Regions from separate parts of the Anas platyrhynchos genome. Here region 1 is linked to region 2. Evidence: chromatin contacts called from public Hi-C data. All regions are on one chromosome and are shown on one strand. The core of a region is the stretch at or near the end of the contact, and the rest is flanking DNA. Distances in the headings are between cores, read along the strand shown.

Evidence for each region. A called contact is a pair of places that touch in the nucleus more often than the background predicts.
Region 1: a contact with region 2 is called in a Hi-C map of subcutaneous adipose tissue, with 2.5 times the contacts expected there. The contact joins the promoter of DIP2A here to the enhancer-like site in region 2. A contact is called at or near these places in 3 of 8 Hi-C or Micro-C datasets (F5 follicle, skeletal muscle and subcutaneous adipose tissue).

Annotation. Positions count from the first base shown.
Region 1 is chr7:28,456,898-28,459,597 of IASCAAS_PekinDuck_T2T, forward strand. DIP2A (disco interacting protein 2 homolog A) reads right to left here and starts at 1,378. Exons shown (of 43, transcript XM_072041101.1): 1 at 1,120-1,378. The coding sequence starts at 1,216.
Region 2 is chr7:28,408,829-28,411,587 of IASCAAS_PekinDuck_T2T, forward strand. The region is part of intron 4 of DIP2A (disco interacting protein 2 homolog A); the gene reads right to left. Among named protein-coding and RNA genes, the nearest start is that of DIP2A, 48 kb to the right of the region's middle. Within about 2 kb of position 1,428, at least 1 of the 8 cell types and tissues checked has an H3K27ac peak or open chromatin away from gene starts, as enhancers often do. A contact at or near this core is called in subcutaneous adipose tissue, where this site is marked.

The DNA.
Region 1 (2,700 bases), core at 128-2,627, 48 kb after region 2:
CCACACCTGAGGAAAGACAGCTGACCTGTGAACCATTTCCTAAACCACCACCTTTCAGCCAGCACACCTGAGGTAAAATAACCCAGGTTTTGCCCACCTGAACACACTGATCTGAAAACTGCAACACTCAAGGAGGAGATCAGTTGCTTCTACCTCAGGGCCACAGTATTAATAGCTTTTTATCTACTCTACTTCGAGGTATAGTCCAACCACATAGCCGGGGGAAGCGTAACGAGCACCTGCTCCCAGAAGGCGCTGTCTTGGTCTCCTGCCCTGCCTGCTCTGCAGCACCCAGAGCCTGCCTGTCCATGTGGCCAGCCAGGCAACTAACGCACAAAAAAACAAACCAAACAACCAAAACAGTCTAACAACAGCACAAAACAAACAAATAAAAGCAATCCAAGAACACAAATGTAATTGCCACAGGGTCATAGGAGCATCATCATCATCAAACATGAGTGGAGATAGCAGGACGAAACCGTGCCTTTGGGGACAGCAAACAGGCAGAAGGGCTTAACTACAGCACCAGGAGAGAAACCTCGGTCTGCCACCGCATCTCTGAAACCAGGCCAGGAGAGGAATGTAACCTCATTGCCTCACTGGTCCTTGGGACAGTGAAAAATATAAAAAATATTTTGAATCGTAGCTAAAGGCTTAATATCTTAGCTATTATTAAGAAATGGTACAAAAAAAAAAAAAAGAAAAGAAAAAAAAAGGGTGATATTTTCACAGAACCCAGTCACACAACAAGCAGAGACCGCAAGCGAAAGACACTAACAGGACTTCTGGAACTACCCGCCTGCTGGAATCCAAATAGCTGCTTAAGAAGAAACTTGACTGCCCTCTGACCTGAGCCCAGCAGAGCACATTTCAGCCCGGGTGCTGAGAAGCCGCTCCGGGCTCGCTGTATGGACCCGTTGGGGAACGAAGCCCCCCCGGGCCCACCCCGCCCGGCCGCGTCCTCACAGCCGCCCGCCGAGAGCCGCAGCGCGGCGTGAGGCGGCGCAGGGCGGCCAGGCCGCGGCCTCGCAGCCCCCCGGCACCCCCGCGGGCTGTGGCAGAGGCACCGCGCCCCGGCCCGGCCCGAGGAGCCGAGCCCCCCCCCGGCCCCGCTCTCACCTTCCGACAGCTCCAGCTCCAGCTCCGCCAGGCTCTCTCGCACCTCGGGCGGCAGCGGCACGGCGTCCAGGGAGCAGCCCCCCCGCTCCGCCGCCATGGCGCGGGCCCCGCCGCAGCCGCCGCCCAGCGCGGCCCCAGGCGGGAGGACGGGGAGCGGCCGCGGCCGCAAGGCGCGGAAGGGACGGGCGGGGAGCGGGAGGAAGCGCCGCGCCGAGCCGCACCGGGCCGCACCGGGCCGGCCCCCGCGCACCGCGCAGCCGCCGCCGCAGCCCCCGGAGGCTGCCCCCTGGCGGCGCAGGCAGGGCTAGGACCCGCCGCGGAGCTTGGCCCCGAGAGGGGGCTTCAGGAGGAGCCGGCGCCCTCCGCCTGCGACGACCGCGGAAGGGTCTCCTCACACGCGAGGCAGTGGCAGGGCAGCCCCCCCAGAGCCTTCAGGGTTGACGTTTTCTCCGCACCTGCTCTTTCTTGAGTGGTGTGGCGGAAGAACATGGCCCTTCCACTACAGCTGGTGTCCCCTTCAGCAGGAAGGAAAATGACAGAGGATGAAGGGTCTCTGTTTATTTCTGAATACAGGACAACTCACTAGTGAGGTGCCTGTGTCACAGGTGTAAGGAATCGTGGAATCATAAAATATCCTGAGTTGGAAGTCCATCAAGTCCAACTCCTGGCACCACAAAAGTCTACCCAAAAGTTCAGACCATAAGCACAGTCCAAACGCTTCTTAAACTCTGACAGGCTTGGTGCCATGACTACATCCCTGGGGAGCCTGTTCCAGTGCGTGACAACCCTCTCACTGAAGAACCTCTTCCTGATGCCCAGCCTGAACCTCCCCTGTCACAGCTTGAGTCCATTCCCCTAGGTCCTGTCACTGGTCACTAAAGAGAACAGATCAGCGCCTGCCCCTCTACTCCCTCATGAGGAAGCTGTAGGCTGCAATGAGGTCTCCCCTCAGGCTCCTCTTTTCCGGGCATGTGGTGCCCAGAACTGCACACAGTACTCGAGGTGAGGCCACACCAACGCAGAGTACAGCAGGATAATCACTTCCCTTGACCGACTAGCAATGCTCTGCTTGATGCACCCCAGGTTACATTTGGCCCTCCTGGCTGCCAGGGCACACTGCTGGCTCACATTCAGCTTGCTGTCAGCCACAGCCCCCAGATCCCTCTGTGGGGCTGCTCTCTAGTGTCTTGTTCCCCAGTCTGTACGTATAGCCATGTTTGCCCTGTCCCTGGTGCAGGACCCAGCACTTGCTTTTGTTAAACTTCATGCGGTTGGTGTTTGCCCAGCTCTCCAATCTGTCCAGATCTCTCTGCAAGGCCTTTCCACCCTCAGCAGAGTCAACAACTCCTCCAAGTTTAGTATCATCGTCAAATTTGTTCAAAATACCTTCTAGTCCTACATCCAAACCATTTATAAAAACATTGAAGAGAACTGGCTGTAAAATGGAGCCTTGGGGGACTCTACTGATGACCATCTGCCAGCCTGATGTGGACCCATTTACCACAACCCTTTGAGCCCTACCTGTCAACCAATTGTTCACCCATTGTGTGATGTTTTTTGGTGTGATGTTTCGTCACATAT
Region 2 (2,759 bases), core at 178-2,677:
CTTTTTAAAGAAAGACATCTTGTCTTTTTTCAGTCTGAGATCTCCTGTCAAAATTGTTAGAATGTGAAACTGAGGCTTGCCACAAAACACACTATGTAAGCTGGATGTTCAGTTTCTTCCTAAATAAACTACGGTATTTTAAGAACTTGATCCTCAATATAACATCCTCCAACTCCGGTAGTCAAAGGGAAGCTCCTAAAACAATGTATTGCCCATATACTGATAAAGCTCAAATCAAGTCAGTTTGCACACAGTGGTTTTAAGCCACACACAATGATGAGAAGAATTTAGAAAAGATACTGCAGGAAGAAGTCAGCATGAGAAAAGAAAAGAAAAAAACAAACACCTGATGAAAAAGACAAGGTGTCCATTGCTGTACTCCAGAGTCATTTCCAGACACAGAGCTCCTGGGCAACACAGATTGGTTACCTCAGAAACTTGCAGCCTTTGCTTTGGCATTTTTCTACATCTACTGAACACAGAAGATTAAGCAATATATAACTTAATAGCAAAATTTTGTTGAAGCCATACTGACAATCATTTCCTCACCTTTGGGAACAATTTTCAATCACCAGGTGTTTAACTTTCTGCTTTCAAGAATATGTGCATTTCCAACAGCTCTAGAATAATTGTTCTTAAATAGTGTGAAAACACAAAATTAGAAATCCAGTTTAACTTAAGGGCCGTTTCAAAGTTTAAATCACAAATCTCCCATTACTTGGCCATCCCTAGTCAAACATGACAAGCTTTGAATAAATATACACAAACAACTGATCTTTGAGAAGATACTGCTGTGGATCACCATTACTGGGCCTGCGCCTCATGTGATATTTCTGTGGACAACAGTTTTAGTTTTTGGCTTCTGACTCCATCTGTCTCTGGAGAGGAGCCAAACCAGCCCATTAGTGCTTGCAACCTTCCCTTTCTTTTAGGCGGAAGGCAAAAATAAACAATTCCAGGAAGATATAACAAAATAGGATTATAGTCAGGTTTAAAACAAAACAAAACAAAACAAAACACATTTGTGATATATTATCACTTCAGAGTAAGAAATAAAAGTACAGGAAAACACAGGTTTCTCAGAGGATACATATTCTGATGGTGTCCGTTACCCAGTTACAAGTTCAACAAAGTCTATCTAAAATTTCTACACTTTCAGATATCTTATATAAGCCGAGGAAAAAAAAACAAACACATTTAAATGTAAAGAATGCAAAGTATTAACTGAATATGAAATGGAAATACTCATAGTAAAAACTTCCCAATATTAAAACAATTTTACCAGGAAGAGAAAATTAGCCAGGTAACACCTGGCTGTGTGACAATCACAGGAGTTAAATCTTGGTTCTCAGTGTGCTGTGGACAGAATGCTATGTACTTGGCTTGCAGCTCTTCCTGTCTGGGAGCTTACCCATGATAGCCACAGAAACCACTGCCTTAGGGACCAAACGTGTACCAAGACAACATCCCAAGTTCTGATCATGTGAAATGTGTATGGGAAGCATGAGAGACTCAATGGGACATAAACAATAGCACATCAAAATTTTTGGAAAGACAGACAATAAAAGCACTTCCATTACTACTGGCCAGGGGACTTCGCTTTGAACTTAACACTGTAACTAGAACACAGTGCTTCCTTCCTGGTAATGGATGGTAACTATATGTAACAACATTTCAGTTACTAAGTATTAACAATGTCTGATTTTAATTGCATTCATTTCTGCAAATACAAGGATTGTAATGTAGTGGCTTACTGGCTCAGGTCTACACATCCCCAGTAATGTGAAATGGGAAAAAAAAAAAAGTGTTTTAAGCTCACCGTGCTAAATTAGCTAGAAAAATTATTTTGAAAGAGATCTGAACTGACAAAAATAAATAATAACAAAGGCATGTGGAACTCCTGAACCATCCTAAGTTCATGGTTATTGCACTATTAAAAAGGATAATTCAGGGTAGGTACGTAGAGGGAATGCCTCCCATTCAGGTGCAGAGAGCGTGCAGGCTGTGAGCAATGAGACTTCTGAAATTTTTTGCCCAGCTCTCACATTTAGAAAAAGCTCTAAGCACTCTGGTAACATGACAATGCTTACAGAACATTCTCTCCTGAAACCTTTACCAGCAAATACAGGCCGACAGATTTATTTATTTATTTTAAAGACAACTGACCACATCCAACAAGTCTCATAACTTCCTTGCCAGAGCAACAAACTTTGTTGCTAGTGCTCGACAGTAAAATTAGATGCTTCAAAGCCAGTTGGGTTCTTTGCAATTTTCTTGCTGAGTTAATTTTGCAGTTAATTTTGTTCAGTTTTGGGCCCCTCGCTACAGGAAGGCTACTGAGCTACTGAGTTGCTTGACTGTGGAGAGAAGAGCAATGAAGCTGATGAAGGGACTAGGAAAGTGAGACTTGTGAGGAGTGAATGAGGGAACTGGGAGTGATCAGTCTGGAGCAGAGGATGCTGAGGAGAGACCTCAATGCTCTCTATAGCTACCTGAAAGGAGGTTGCAGGGAGGAGGGTGTTGGCAGGGAGAAGGGTGTTGGTCTCTTTTTTCAGGTGAAAAGTGATAGGATGTGAAGAAATGGTCTAGAATTGTGCCAGAGGGGGTTAGATTGGAAGAGTGTGGTCAAGCAGACTGCACAGTTAGATTAGGAAGAGTGTGGTCAAGCGATTGAGTACCCATCCCTGTAACTATTTACGAGACGTGTGGATGTGGCACTGAGGGACATGGTTAGTGACGGGGCTCTGCAGATCAGGCTG